Regions from separate parts of the Sus scrofa genome. Here all the other regions are linked to region 3. The links are chromatin contacts, called in public HiChIP or PLAC-seq maps. All regions are on one chromosome and are shown on one strand. Each heading gives the region's core, a stretch centred on a gene start, on an enhancer-like site or on the middle of the called end of the contact. The rest is flanking DNA. Distances are from core to core; before and after follow the strand shown.

Region 1 (3,812 bases), core at 1,130-3,629, 120 kb after region 3:
TGTGTGTGTGTGACCTTATTTGGAAATAGGGTCTTTGCAGATGGGATCAAGTTAAGATGAAGTCATGCCGGATTAGAGTGGCCTCGAAATCCAGTGAAGGGTGTGAAGACACAGGGAGCCAGAGAGAAGACCGCCAGTGAATCCCATGCCACAGAACTCCGAGGGCAGCCTGCAGCTGCCAGAAGCCAGAAGGAAAGCAAGGGAGGCCCCTCCCCTAGAGGCTTCAGAGGGAGCCCAGCCCTGTTGCCACCTAGATTTCCGACTCCTGGCCTCCAGGACTTTGAGAGAAGATATTTCTGCTGTTTTTTAAACCACCTGCTTTGTTAATTAGCAATGGCAGCCTCAGGAAACTAGGACAGGGAGGGTTTGACCAGTGGGAGTTTCTGTGAGCACTGCTGGGTGATGCAGGAATTGCTGAGGAAGGCAGGGGAATCAGGGGACCCCAGGGGCTAAGAAAACCCTTTGGCAGCCCTCCTAAGAATCAGACCTCACCTCCAGCTGCCCAGACCTCCCAGGAGGTTAAGGTCAGGGTCAAGAATGCTTTTTTTTTTTTTTCTTTTTTCTTTTTAACGACCACTCCTGCGGCATAGGGAAGTTCCCAGGCTAGGGGTAGAATCGGAGCTGCAGCTGCTGGCCTACACCACAGCCACAGCAACTCAGGATCCAAGCCGTGTCTGCAAAGTACACCACAGCTCAGGGCAACGCCAGATCCTTAACCCACTGAGTGAGGCCAGGGATCGAATCCACATCTTCATGGATACTAATCTGGTTTGTTACTGCTGAGCCACAACGGGAACTCCAAGGATGGGTTTTGGTGGGTGAGGGCTGGAGGCTAAGTGAGTGCCAGTCCCAGCTGAGTTGAGGGTGGGCTTGGGGGAGAGTTCATGATTAGAGAAAGACCTGGGAGGTCCCTAGGTCTCTAGACTCAACATTTATCTGCAGAAAGGAAAACAAGTAGCTTCTGGAGAGGGGGCGGTGGGGGGGGGCTCCCTGAGAAAAGACCTCACCTGCCCCCCCCAGTCTGTCCCCACCCTGGAATGCAAGATGTCATGGGGAGACCCCCTGGGGTGGCAGTTCAACTCCAAAGCTGCCTTCCTGCCCAACCCCTCCTCCCCCCATATATCAGAGGCTTCCCCCAAAGTGCCTGTCACTCCCAAATCAACAGCCACCCAAACGTCCTACCTGGATACGCTGTACCCTGAACTTGACTCTGGGAAGCCCTGTTCTCCGAAAATAAGCATATTCCCAAGATAGCTCAAAGCAAAGCGGGAGCAGTAAAGCAGAGGGGGACAACGGTTATCAGCATTTGCCCTCTGGTCGGACACATTTCCACCCCTCTGAACCCCCACCCCCACCCCAGATCCACACGGAAAGAATCCCAGGGGCAGCTGGGCTGATGCAGGCTGAGTTTCTGAAATGTTTTTGGATCTCCCTTTGTCTAGTGGGTCGACAAAGACAGTGGGAGAGTTATGAACCCTGAAGGGTCAAAAGATGTGGCGTGCCCTGAGGTGGCCAGATAAGGGCAGATTATTCTGAAATCTTGTTCTGCCTGTATTTCACACAAACGGGGAGGTTCTGGGCAACTGGGGGCTGGGTGCCAAGCCCCCAGGTTAGGTAACCGCTCCTTGTCCCCACTCTGCACACAAGCACAGGGCAATCACTTCGCCTGCATTCCCTTGAAAGTCTCGGATTGCAAAAATGTTATTGCAAATCTGGTCTCTGACCTGCAGAGATACAGCAGTTGAGCCACACATGGGCCCCGGAAACGGGGCCTCTCAGAAGAACGCCAGTTTGCATTTCTGAAGCCAAACCAAACACGGGGCTGGAAAACGTTTTCGTATTATCTCATGCCCTCACTATGGAACAATCACTCCATTGAAAAGCCATGAGCCCGCCCAAGTTTTAAATTAAACCTCTCGAGTTTTCCCTCTGAGAGCAGATAAAATCCTTCCAGCTTATGTTTTGAGGAAAGAATTTGGTTTGTGTGTCAGTGTGTGTGTGCCTGTGTGTGTGTGTGTGTGTGTGTGTGTGTGTGTATTTCCCCTAAAACTCATTTTCTTTTGTTGGATTCCTTGAAGCTCTGTTTAAATATTTTACTTGAGGAAATAACTACGTTTGATGAATGTCGAAATACCCTTCCAGGAGCAAGTCCTCCATGCTGCCTGGATTCCAGTAAGAAGCTCATTCTGAAAGAAGAGGTGAGGCCCCTTTGCAAGGAGTAAGCCCCCCAGAGTGGCCTTGAAGAGCTTTGCTGACATTGTTACAAGAGGTATTTTTTCTCCACCCATCTATTTATTTGTTGGACGTCAACCACAGGCTCTGAAAATCCACTGTGTGTAAAAGCACAAGCGGCAATGCTGGAGTGGAGATAAAGAGAGAGAGGGTTTTGTTCCTTGGCTGGGGCCAGAAGAGGCCCAAGTTCTGCGGCTGACCCCGCCCTGAACAGCCGTGCGACGCTGGCCAATTCCTTCCACTTGCGGCCGCTTAGATGCCTCACCCCCAAAAGGAAGGATAATCTCAGAAGCTCCTTTTGTGACACTGCCAATTGCAAAGGCTCATATGCTATGGTTCAGTCATTCAACAAGCAGTTGCTACGGGCCATTCTGTTCCAGGCATCAGGGAGGCAGCCGGGAACAAGACCGACAACATCCCTGCCCCTCATGGAGCTGATGTTTCTCTCTTTGAGACTCTGGGATTCGTTTCTGATTGCATTTGGGAAGCTACCCAGGGCTTTGCGTGGTACCTGGTACATAGGATCAGTATTTCTCTTTCTCTGTGTTGTAAAGGAAAGGTGAGTCGCCCAGCACACTGGGAGGGAAGGGCCCAGTGATGGTGTGTGGAGGGCAGGGTTAGCGGCGAGTCTGAGTCTGGAGATTGCAGCCACTCTGGCGAGATCTCAGAGGCCCCACAAAGGACCCTCAGCTCAGCAGAGACGATGCCGACCACACCAACCTGACGACAGCGAGCCAGAAGGCCAGGATCCCCCACGCGGCACAGGACTTCTGCACCCAGTCACGAAAACCCAGCTTCAAAGTCAAGGGCACAGCCTGACGACTTGGTAGAGGGACCTATCCTGCCGACAGATTAGGGTAGTTGACACACAAATCCAGATGTTTGGGGCAGGGGCCTCTGCTTTTCAAGTCACGCTCGTCTCCTCTTTTATGAATCCATGTGGCCTCTGACGGCATCTGAGTTTTCGGTCCCTTCTCTGAGTGGAGCTTCAGGGGTTCCAATGAAGATATGGATGGCATTTCAAGTGAAAGGAGGCTTTCTCCATCCCACTTGGTGCAGGCATGGGATGGGGTGGAACAAGCTCAGATTTAGGAACCAGATAATCAGGGGTTCAAATCCTGGCTCTGCTACTCGTTAGCTGTATGATCTTGGGAACCTCCGTTTTCTCATTTTAAACATGGGAAGATGGGAGTTCCCTGGTGACACAGCAGGTAAAGGATCCAGCCTTGCCACTGATGTGGCTCTGGTTGCTGTTATGGCGTGGGTTCACCCTTGGCCCAGGAACTTCTGCAAGCTGCAGGTGTGGCCAAAAACAAGTTGGGGGGGAGGTGTGTCCTACCAAGCTGTTGCAAGGAATGGGCGAACATAAAATGTCCACTATGCACCAGGCACAGTCAGGGGCCAGGTACACAAAGGACCAGACAAGGGGTTGAAACCCCAAACCTATAGAGATCAGATAGGTAATGTAAAGGAGTAAAATGGATCAGAGGTAGGGTGCAATAGAGACTGGTGGGGAGTGGGGAAAAGTGAACAAGAGCACCTGCCTTGTATAAAGGCCAATTCTAGCCAGTTGTCATCAC
Region 2 (3,665 bases), core at 541-3,040, 76 kb before region 3:
CCAAAACAAAATGCCACTGTGGGAGTCCCCCGTCTTGCAGGAGGAGAACCCACACACTGGTGTCACATACACAGATCAAAGTCAGAAGGATAACCTTAGGCAAAACTCCCCTTTTCAGTAAAATGCTATCCAATATCCATTATCATCTGCAGACAAATTAAACACTAACGAATTAGATGTATCCTGATTTAGCAACTACATTCTGATTTGAGACACATAAAAAAAAAAAAAAAAAAAAAAAACACCCTTTCAAAGGAGAAAACAGGACAGGCTTCCCCTGTGTACCAGTCCAAATCGATTAGTCCTGTCTGCCAAGAACACTCAGTTATACTGCGGGGTGGCAATCAATTAGTGATGTCTGACAAGAGTAAGGCTTGGGAGAGCGTGGGATTGTAGGTGATTATTTTCTTCTTGGCGTCTTTCTTAATTCTCCCAATTTTCCATAAAAATCCAGTCATCTTTTTGCTGTCTGGCTTTTTTTTTTTTTTAAGCAGTTATTTCTGCAAAGAGAATTAGACGAGACCACGTAGGTGTGTTAGAATGTATGTTTCAGACCCTCCAAAACCAAAGCTTGTAAGAGGCTGGGAAGCAGGAGGATGAGTAAGCAGAATCAACAGGGATCCTGTCAAAGCCCAGAGGCTGGAAATGTCAAGGGAAGGGCCTTCCCGGGCAGCCCTGATGTGGAAGCAAGAAGATGCAAGGCCTTAGGCTAGAGGTATCTGTCCATCAGTCAAATCCCCAAGCCTCGGTTTCCCCATCATTGAAATGTATGCCCCACCTAGGCCTCTGTGCCCCTGACCACAAATCCCTCTTAACTCTCCAAAGGTGGCCCCCAAGGCGGAGGGCAGCTTCCAGAAGGCAGAGAAGGGCTCAGCTTGCGCCCTCTCCCACACCCCATGATGTCTAACACAAGGCACCCAGAGCTCACGAAGGAAGGAGGAAGGGCTGGAGAGAGGTTGCCAGGCACAGCTCTGGTGTGTGCATGCACGCACGCATGCAGGGGTGTGAGAAGGAAGCGGGCAGCTCTGCAGTCTGCAGGGAGCAAGACTCTCTCTCACACAAAAGCAAAGTGAACAAAGCGGCAGAGAAGCAGACAGCCCCATCCCTGGGGAGAGGACCTCGGGAGGACGGCACCCACCATGGCCAGTCGAAACGGGAAAAGGCACACGGCCCCCAGGAGCCCCAAGGCAGAGGTCTGAACCCTCTGGCCGTGGTTTCCCAGTGTGGGAGCCAGGCAAGATGAGCTCATGGTACAGCCCCTCCAAGGAGCATCTTAGGGGCCATTTCTGCAGCACCCACACTGACCTCTACCCCAGGGACCCCCTGGAGGGTCACAGGAAGCCAAGAACTGGGGAGACCCCAAAGGAGAAACAGACCCAGAGTGGGGTTCACTGTGGTCACAGCCTAAAGACTCCGGGCGCTCCGGCCGGAAGCATGAGAACCCTCCTAGAGTTAACAAAGCACTTCAACCCCGTCTGCTCCCTCTACATGGGCACTTGTCCCCCTGTGGTCCAGGCAGCCTCCTGGGTCTGTGACGCTTGGTCTGGGGGAGCGGGAAGTCGAGAGAATTCAGTCTACTTGAGAGCGTGTTGACAAGACCGCAGCATCCCAGTGCATGGCCAGCGTGCGTCCCCACACCCGAGAACAGGGTCACGTGCAGAAGTATCCGTTTGTGACAAAGTGGAAATGAAACAGACTGGTCCTTCCCACAGAGTCTGATAAACACTGATCTAGGGCAGGAGTCAGCAAACGAGGCCCGAGGCCAAAGCCAGGCTCAGCCCATTGCGTCAAGTGTCACTGGCACACAGCCACGGCCATTCCTGTCCGCGTTGGCTGAGCTGCTTTCGCGCTAGGACGGTGGCAGCACCGAGGAGTTGTGACAGAGACTGCGTGGTCCGGAAAGCCTGAAATATCTCCAGGGGAGATTTGCCAATCCCTCTTCTAGAGGAAAAGCCCACAGTGCACCCTGGGGGCCATTTGGAAAAGGACCTTAACAGGCAGGTTGTCATCATGCCAGCATCATCAGAATCATCATCACTGCGCTGTAACGTGCATGCGGAAGCCTCCGCACAATCAACTAGATCCTCACAGTCTTCTAACCACCCTCTCTCAACCGATGGGAAACTGAGGCACGGGGCGCTAAGGCCACTTGTTTCACAGCTAAGACATCACCGAGGCAGGATGTGAAGGAGCAATCTGGCTCCAGAGCCTGCGCTCTTAAACACCCTTCTAACACAAAGGCACAGAGAGGTTAAGTAACTTGCCGAAGGCCACACAGCAGGAAGGAACCGTGCTGGGATTCAGACCCTACATCTTTTGACCTTAACACATTCATTCAGCGTGAGGCTTGCAGGAACTCAAGGGCGCTTTGGGGGTACCAGGGAACTTGGGGGAGAAGGCAGAATTGAGCTGGGCTGTGGAGAGCTGGAAAGGACCTTAACAGGCAGGAAAGGAGACAAGGAGGGGAAGGTGTGTTGGGACCCTCAATCCTGGGAGATCTTCAGTGCCAGGGGTCTGCCAGGACCCTCAGGGAAAGATGTGGGGTCCTGATACTGTGGGGGAGGGAAGAGGAGACCATAGAGATGGAGGGAACAGGGCACAGAGAGGTTCTGCAAGTGGAGCAGGTGAGACTGAGCGAGCCTTGCATGGAGACTGGCTTGGAGTGTGCCTGAGGCCAGGGCAGGGGAAGCAGGGGCTTTCCAGGGTCTGCAAGCACAGCCGGAATTCACTCTCCATCTGCACTGGCATAAGACACCAGGCGGCCCAGAGATGACGCAGGCCAAAGCACAGGCCTGTCTCTGAGTCCAGACCCTCCTCAGTCTCCTGCCACCCACCAGGAGAAAGGAGATGACTGCCACATGCAGACACCACCCCCCAGGCACCTTGTGGACATTCGCCAGTGATGCTCAGGCCCACAAGGCTCCTAGTGCCAATGGCTGCACCCAGGGATTAAGTGAGCAGCCCAAGGCCATTCAGCAAAATGGGAGGAACAGGGGTTTAAAGCCATATCTGGAGGTCTTTCCGGCTCCTGGGAGGCCTTGCTATCAAAGCAGCTCCATGCCCAGGATGCCTGGGAAGATGCCTCCAGGGCCAGGAGGTGCCACCCTGGATAGAAGCCTATCTGGAGCGTGTGTGGGAGGGAGCTGAGTCCTGGGAAGGTCACGGATAACTGGGTCCAGGCCCCACCCCGTGATCCCAGCAGACCTCCCTCAATTATTGTTCAAGGAGCTGGGACCCTGGGATGCCCCCTGGACCATGGATGGGGCACTTGTCTTTCTGTGCCTCAACTTCCCTTTTCCTTCACCCTCTGTCTTCCAAAGACTCAGAAAAGGGGGGGAGGGGTACCTCATAAACCCTGCCCATATGGGTTGGAGGCACAGGGCTGGAATGAGAGTTGGGGAGCCTCCAGATTAGGCTGAAACACTCATCCCCCACCAGCCAAGGAACAGCGGCTCCTCTAGGTAAGCAAGTTTCCCCAAGATGTCCAGATTCTTGCCCCAATAACAAATGGGGGAATGGGGGACGGGGGAGTGCTGGGCCACCCCAGCACAAGGCAGCATGGTCAGGAAACAGGGCTCCACTGCTGTCCCCACACAGGATAAGGACGCCCCCCTACAACCTCAGAGCTGCCCAGGGCCCCCGAGTACCCCTGGCCTCAGCCTCCT
Region 3 (3,849 bases), core at 1,108-3,607:
GCTCATCCCCCGCTCTGGGCCCTCAGCGTGAACCCCACGATCGGACTCGATCTGTGCATCTGTCAAATAGGCTTCAAGGCATCACCTGGCCTTCTCCGTCCTCATCCCAAAAAGCAAAGGTGGGGGGAGGGGGTGGAAAGAAGGTCCCCTCCCTTTACCAGATGCCCAGGCAAAAGGCAAGGCAGCTTCCTTCTCACAAGATTTCCAAGCCACTGTTTTAGGACCCAGGAATAATAATAATAACAACGGTTACAGTGGTTATAGTAACACATATACAAATACCTTCTATGTATTATCCTTGTCAGTTCTCACAACAACCCTCTGAACTCGGAACTATTATAATCCCATTTTGCAGATGAGAAGTCTGAGGCACAGAGAGGTTAAGTAATTTGTCCAGGATCACACTGCAGTTAATGTGGCAAAAGTATGATTCCAGCCCAAGGACTTGAGTTGCAGAGTTGGCTATGAATGGCTCAGCTATCCCAGCTCACATCCCTTCCTTTTCTCTGATGGCTGTCCCCCCACCCCATCAAAAAAGAGAAAAAAAAAAAAAAAAAAAAGGCCACCCACGACGATGTACACAACAAACAATGACCTGAGACGCCCTCCCAGCTAACTCCCGGCCCGGAGAGCCCCATCTATCAAAGCAGCCGCGGGGACCCAGATCTGGTTTAAAAAGGGCAAAGTCAAGGCCACCGATAACAACTCAACAGAACTCCCCCATACAGCCCACAGGGATCCTCTCCCCTTCCCTCCTCCCTGCCTCCCTCACACATCCTTCCTCCAAATCTGCAAAAGGGAAAAAAAATAATCATAATAAAACCAGTTCTCACCAACGGGGGGGGGAGGGGGGGAGGAAGGGAGGAGGCTGAGCCGACAGAACAGATCCGCCTCCGCTGCCTGCACCAGACCCTCAGAGCGCCAGAGCGCGCGACAGGCGGCGGGAGGGCACTCGCTTCCAAAAAAATAAACCTACAATGTAAAAATAACGCCGGGCGCCCCACGCTAATTGGGCCCGGGCGACAGCAGCTCGCAGGTACAGCGTGTCTCTCCCTCCCGCCCCGCCTGGCCCTCCCTCCCTCCCTCGAGCTTTTCCCTGCAAGCGTCCAGGGTGGGGAAGGCGAGTCCAACTGGCCCCCCAACTCCTCGCAAGTCTCTGGGGCTGCTCCCCCAGCATTAGGCCGTGGGGCCTCCGGTTCCAACCCAAGTGGGATCATCTCTGAATTCCAACTTCCCAAACTAGTGGCATCCCAAGTATCCGCACAGCCCGGGGGAGGGACCAGAAGGCGGCCCAATGAGGCGTCACCAGCCGCGGGAGGCAGGCCCAGACACCAGGAACACTGGCCCACGGGGGAGGGGGAAGCAAGGGGCGCCTGTCCCCGGGGACCCCCATCCAGAGCCCTCAGGTTCCTCGCCCAGGAGCGATCACCGCCAGAAACCAGCCCCCCTCGGCTGGCGGGAACCCCACCCCCGTGTGCCTTCCACAGCAGCCAGGCCAGGGAGCTGAGGGTGCCATCTCCGGGGGCTCCGCAAACCTGCGCTGCCCTCTGGAAAATAAGGCGCAGTGTCACCCTCCAAGTGAGAAGCTGCTAGGGTAGGAAGGAAGCGCATGGCGGCATTGCCCCCAGGGCTGTAGCACACGTTGGGGGGCTGCCCTGCGCAGTTCCAGGGCGCCCCCCGCCCGCCTACCCACCCCCACGCCACTTCCCTCCTTCCCGCCCCCTCGCTAGGGAGCTGGAGTTCCCCTAAGTTCCCCGGCACCCCCACGCACGCGGGCCGCAGTGTCGATGGGGCGCCTCGCTCCCCAGCAGGCCACCCCCCGAGAGCGCCAACTCGGGAGCGCAGGGGCCCCGCCAACTCCGCCGCGTGCGCCGCCAGATCTTCCCCGATTCCCCCGGAAGCGCGCCCTGCACCTCACCTCGGCCCTCCGCGGGGACCCCGGGCCCCAACTCACCTCGCAGAGGTGGCGGCAGCAGCACCCGGCCTCGAGGTGCGCTCGGGCCGCCCGGGCGCTCAGGCAAGTGGCGGTGCCGAACGGGCTGGGGGCTCACAGCAGGCCCAGCCTCCAGCCGGGACGCGATCCTCCCGCCGCCGCCTCCTAGGGCGCCAGCCCCCGGTCCCCGGTCCGCAACTTGGCGCGCATCGCGGGGCGCAGGGCGCGGGCGCACGGACTCTGGCGGGGCGCGGGCGGACGCGGGGCTCCGGTGCGGCCGGCCTGCCCGCGGCTCCGCTCCGCGGCGGCGGCGGCGGCGGCGGCGGCGGCGGCGGCGGCGGCGGCGGCGGTGGCGGTGGCAGGGGGAGGAGGGGGCGGGGCGGGAGCCCGGGAGGCGGTGGCTCGGCCTCCCCGCTCCTGGCTCCCCGCCCGCACCGACGCGCCCCGGCCCGGCCCCCTCGGGCTCCTTAAAGGGCCCGCGTCGCCTCCCCCTGGGCCTGCGCGCACCCACTCGCGCGTGCACACGCTGCCACACAGACACACACACACTTGGGCGCCACGCCGAGTTTCTTTTTAGCAGCTCCCCGAAGGAGGAAGGAGGGAGAAAGCGCCTCCCCATCCCGCCCCCTCCTCTCCAGCCCCGGATACTTAACTGGAATCGCGTTTCAGCTATTAAATTATAACTCAGGAGTGGCCTGTGGACGGGGAGGGGGCGTGAGGGGAGGGCCACACACCAGGCCTTTAAGGGACGCACACAGATGCGCAGGGACACACAGACGGAGGAGAGTTCACTCGGAGGCTGTGGCACACAGTAGGGTGCAGAGCTCTCACGAGTGGACGTGCACACACTGGGCCTCTGCAGAGAGGAGGTCTAACCCAGGTGAACACGCTGGGAAACTCGCAACGCTCCGCAGACGTGCGCGTGGCCTGGGGCATAGACTCAGAAGACATAAGGTCACTCACAGATAAACAAACTCCAGGCAGGAATTCGCACACGGAGGCAGTCACACACACTGTAATGTCCGTTTCCAGAGGGCCCGGGTTTCTGCCTATTTGTGCTCTACCCTTTCACAGTAGGGACTCAGTGTGAACTCCCATTTGGGGACTTTCTGGGACACAAATGCACAGACTTGATGCTGCAAGCCTGTGGTCCGGCTCGCAGTGCACAAGCAGGCAGGGTCAGAGACAAGCACACATGTGGACAGTCCCCTGGCACACAGCAGGCTCTCCCAGCTCCAGCAGAAACCCCACTGGTGGCCCTGACAACTGTGTGTCCTCATTTACCCCCTCCTACCCCTCCTAGGTTGCCCTTTCAAACCCAGGGGAGATCTATTTAAACAGTAGAGGGCACTGGCAGCCCCGACCGACCCTCCCTCCTCCTCTGCTTTCCCCTAAGTAGGAGAGTTTGAATTTTTTTTTTTTTTTCAGTTCAACTTTCCTTTTTTGGAGCGACGTCTCAGCAGATTCAGTTCTGCCATCTGCCAACATCTGAGAACCCCCAGGGGGAGTGGGGAATGGCTGTGGTGGGGAGGCCGCCGTGCGGTTTCCAGGGCCCGGGGTGTGCCTCCCGCCGCCTGCCAGCATGCAGGGATTGCCTGCCTCCCTTGTCGCGAAGTGTCCCTCTTGGCCCCCACAAGGCTGCTTGTGTTCTTTTTTCTAGAGAGCATGGGGGGAAACACCTGAGACTGATGAAACCTGGAAAAAAGGGAAGTGTCTGCGGAGGGGCAAGGAGCCATTTGCAGTTTGGAACAGAAGGGAATTGATGTCCCCTCCCTTCACGTTCTGGCCCCACCAGCTCCAGGCTGCCCATGGGAATCCACAGGCAAAAAGCCAGACCTCCAGAAGGAAGGACTAGCCCTTCAGAGGGGCCTGGGGGTTGAGGAGGGAGGGTGGGAACTGGGGAGCGCTCCTCAGCC

What was found. HiChIP or PLAC-seq counts read pairs in DNA pulled down with a chosen protein or histone mark.
Region 1: a contact with region 3 is called in an H3K27ac HiChIP or PLAC-seq map of skeletal muscle. The contact joins two enhancer-like sites. A contact is called at or near these places in 1 of 5 promoter capture datasets (liver), 2 of 47 Hi-C or Micro-C datasets (alveolar macrophages and embryonic fibroblasts) and 2 of 2 datasets of contacts at active chromatin or transcription factors (alveolar macrophages and skeletal muscle).
Region 2: an H3K27ac HiChIP or PLAC-seq map of alveolar macrophages shows a contact between it and region 3. The contact joins two enhancer-like sites. A contact is called at or near these places in 9 of 47 Hi-C or Micro-C datasets (embryonic fibroblasts, fetal heart ventricle, heart right ventricle and 4 more) and 2 of 2 datasets of contacts at active chromatin or transcription factors (alveolar macrophages and skeletal muscle).

Annotation. Positions count from the first base shown.
Region 1 is chr14:28,466,943-28,470,754 of Sscrofa11.1, reverse strand. No RefSeq gene overlaps it. Among named protein-coding and RNA genes, the nearest start is that of SCARB1, 170 kb to the right of the region's middle. Within about 2 kb of position 2,379, at least 40 of the 83 cell types and tissues checked have an H3K27ac peak or open chromatin away from gene starts, as enhancers often do. A contact at or near this core is called in liver and skeletal muscle, where this site is marked.
Region 2 is chr14:28,665,531-28,669,195 of Sscrofa11.1, reverse strand. The region is part of intron 3 of NCOR2 (nuclear receptor corepressor 2); the gene reads right to left. Among named protein-coding and RNA genes, the nearest start is that of NCOR2, 25 kb to the right of the region's middle. Within about 2 kb of position 1,790, at least 36 of the 83 cell types and tissues checked have an H3K27ac peak or open chromatin away from gene starts, as enhancers often do. A contact at or near this core is called in alveolar macrophages, liver and skeletal muscle, where this site is marked.
Region 3 is chr14:28,589,604-28,593,452 of Sscrofa11.1, reverse strand. No RefSeq gene overlaps it. Among named protein-coding and RNA genes, the nearest start is that of NCOR2, 51 kb to the left of the region's middle. Within about 2 kb of position 2,357, at least 63 of the 83 cell types and tissues checked have an H3K27ac peak or open chromatin away from gene starts, as enhancers often do. A contact at or near this core is called in alveolar macrophages, liver and skeletal muscle, where this site is marked.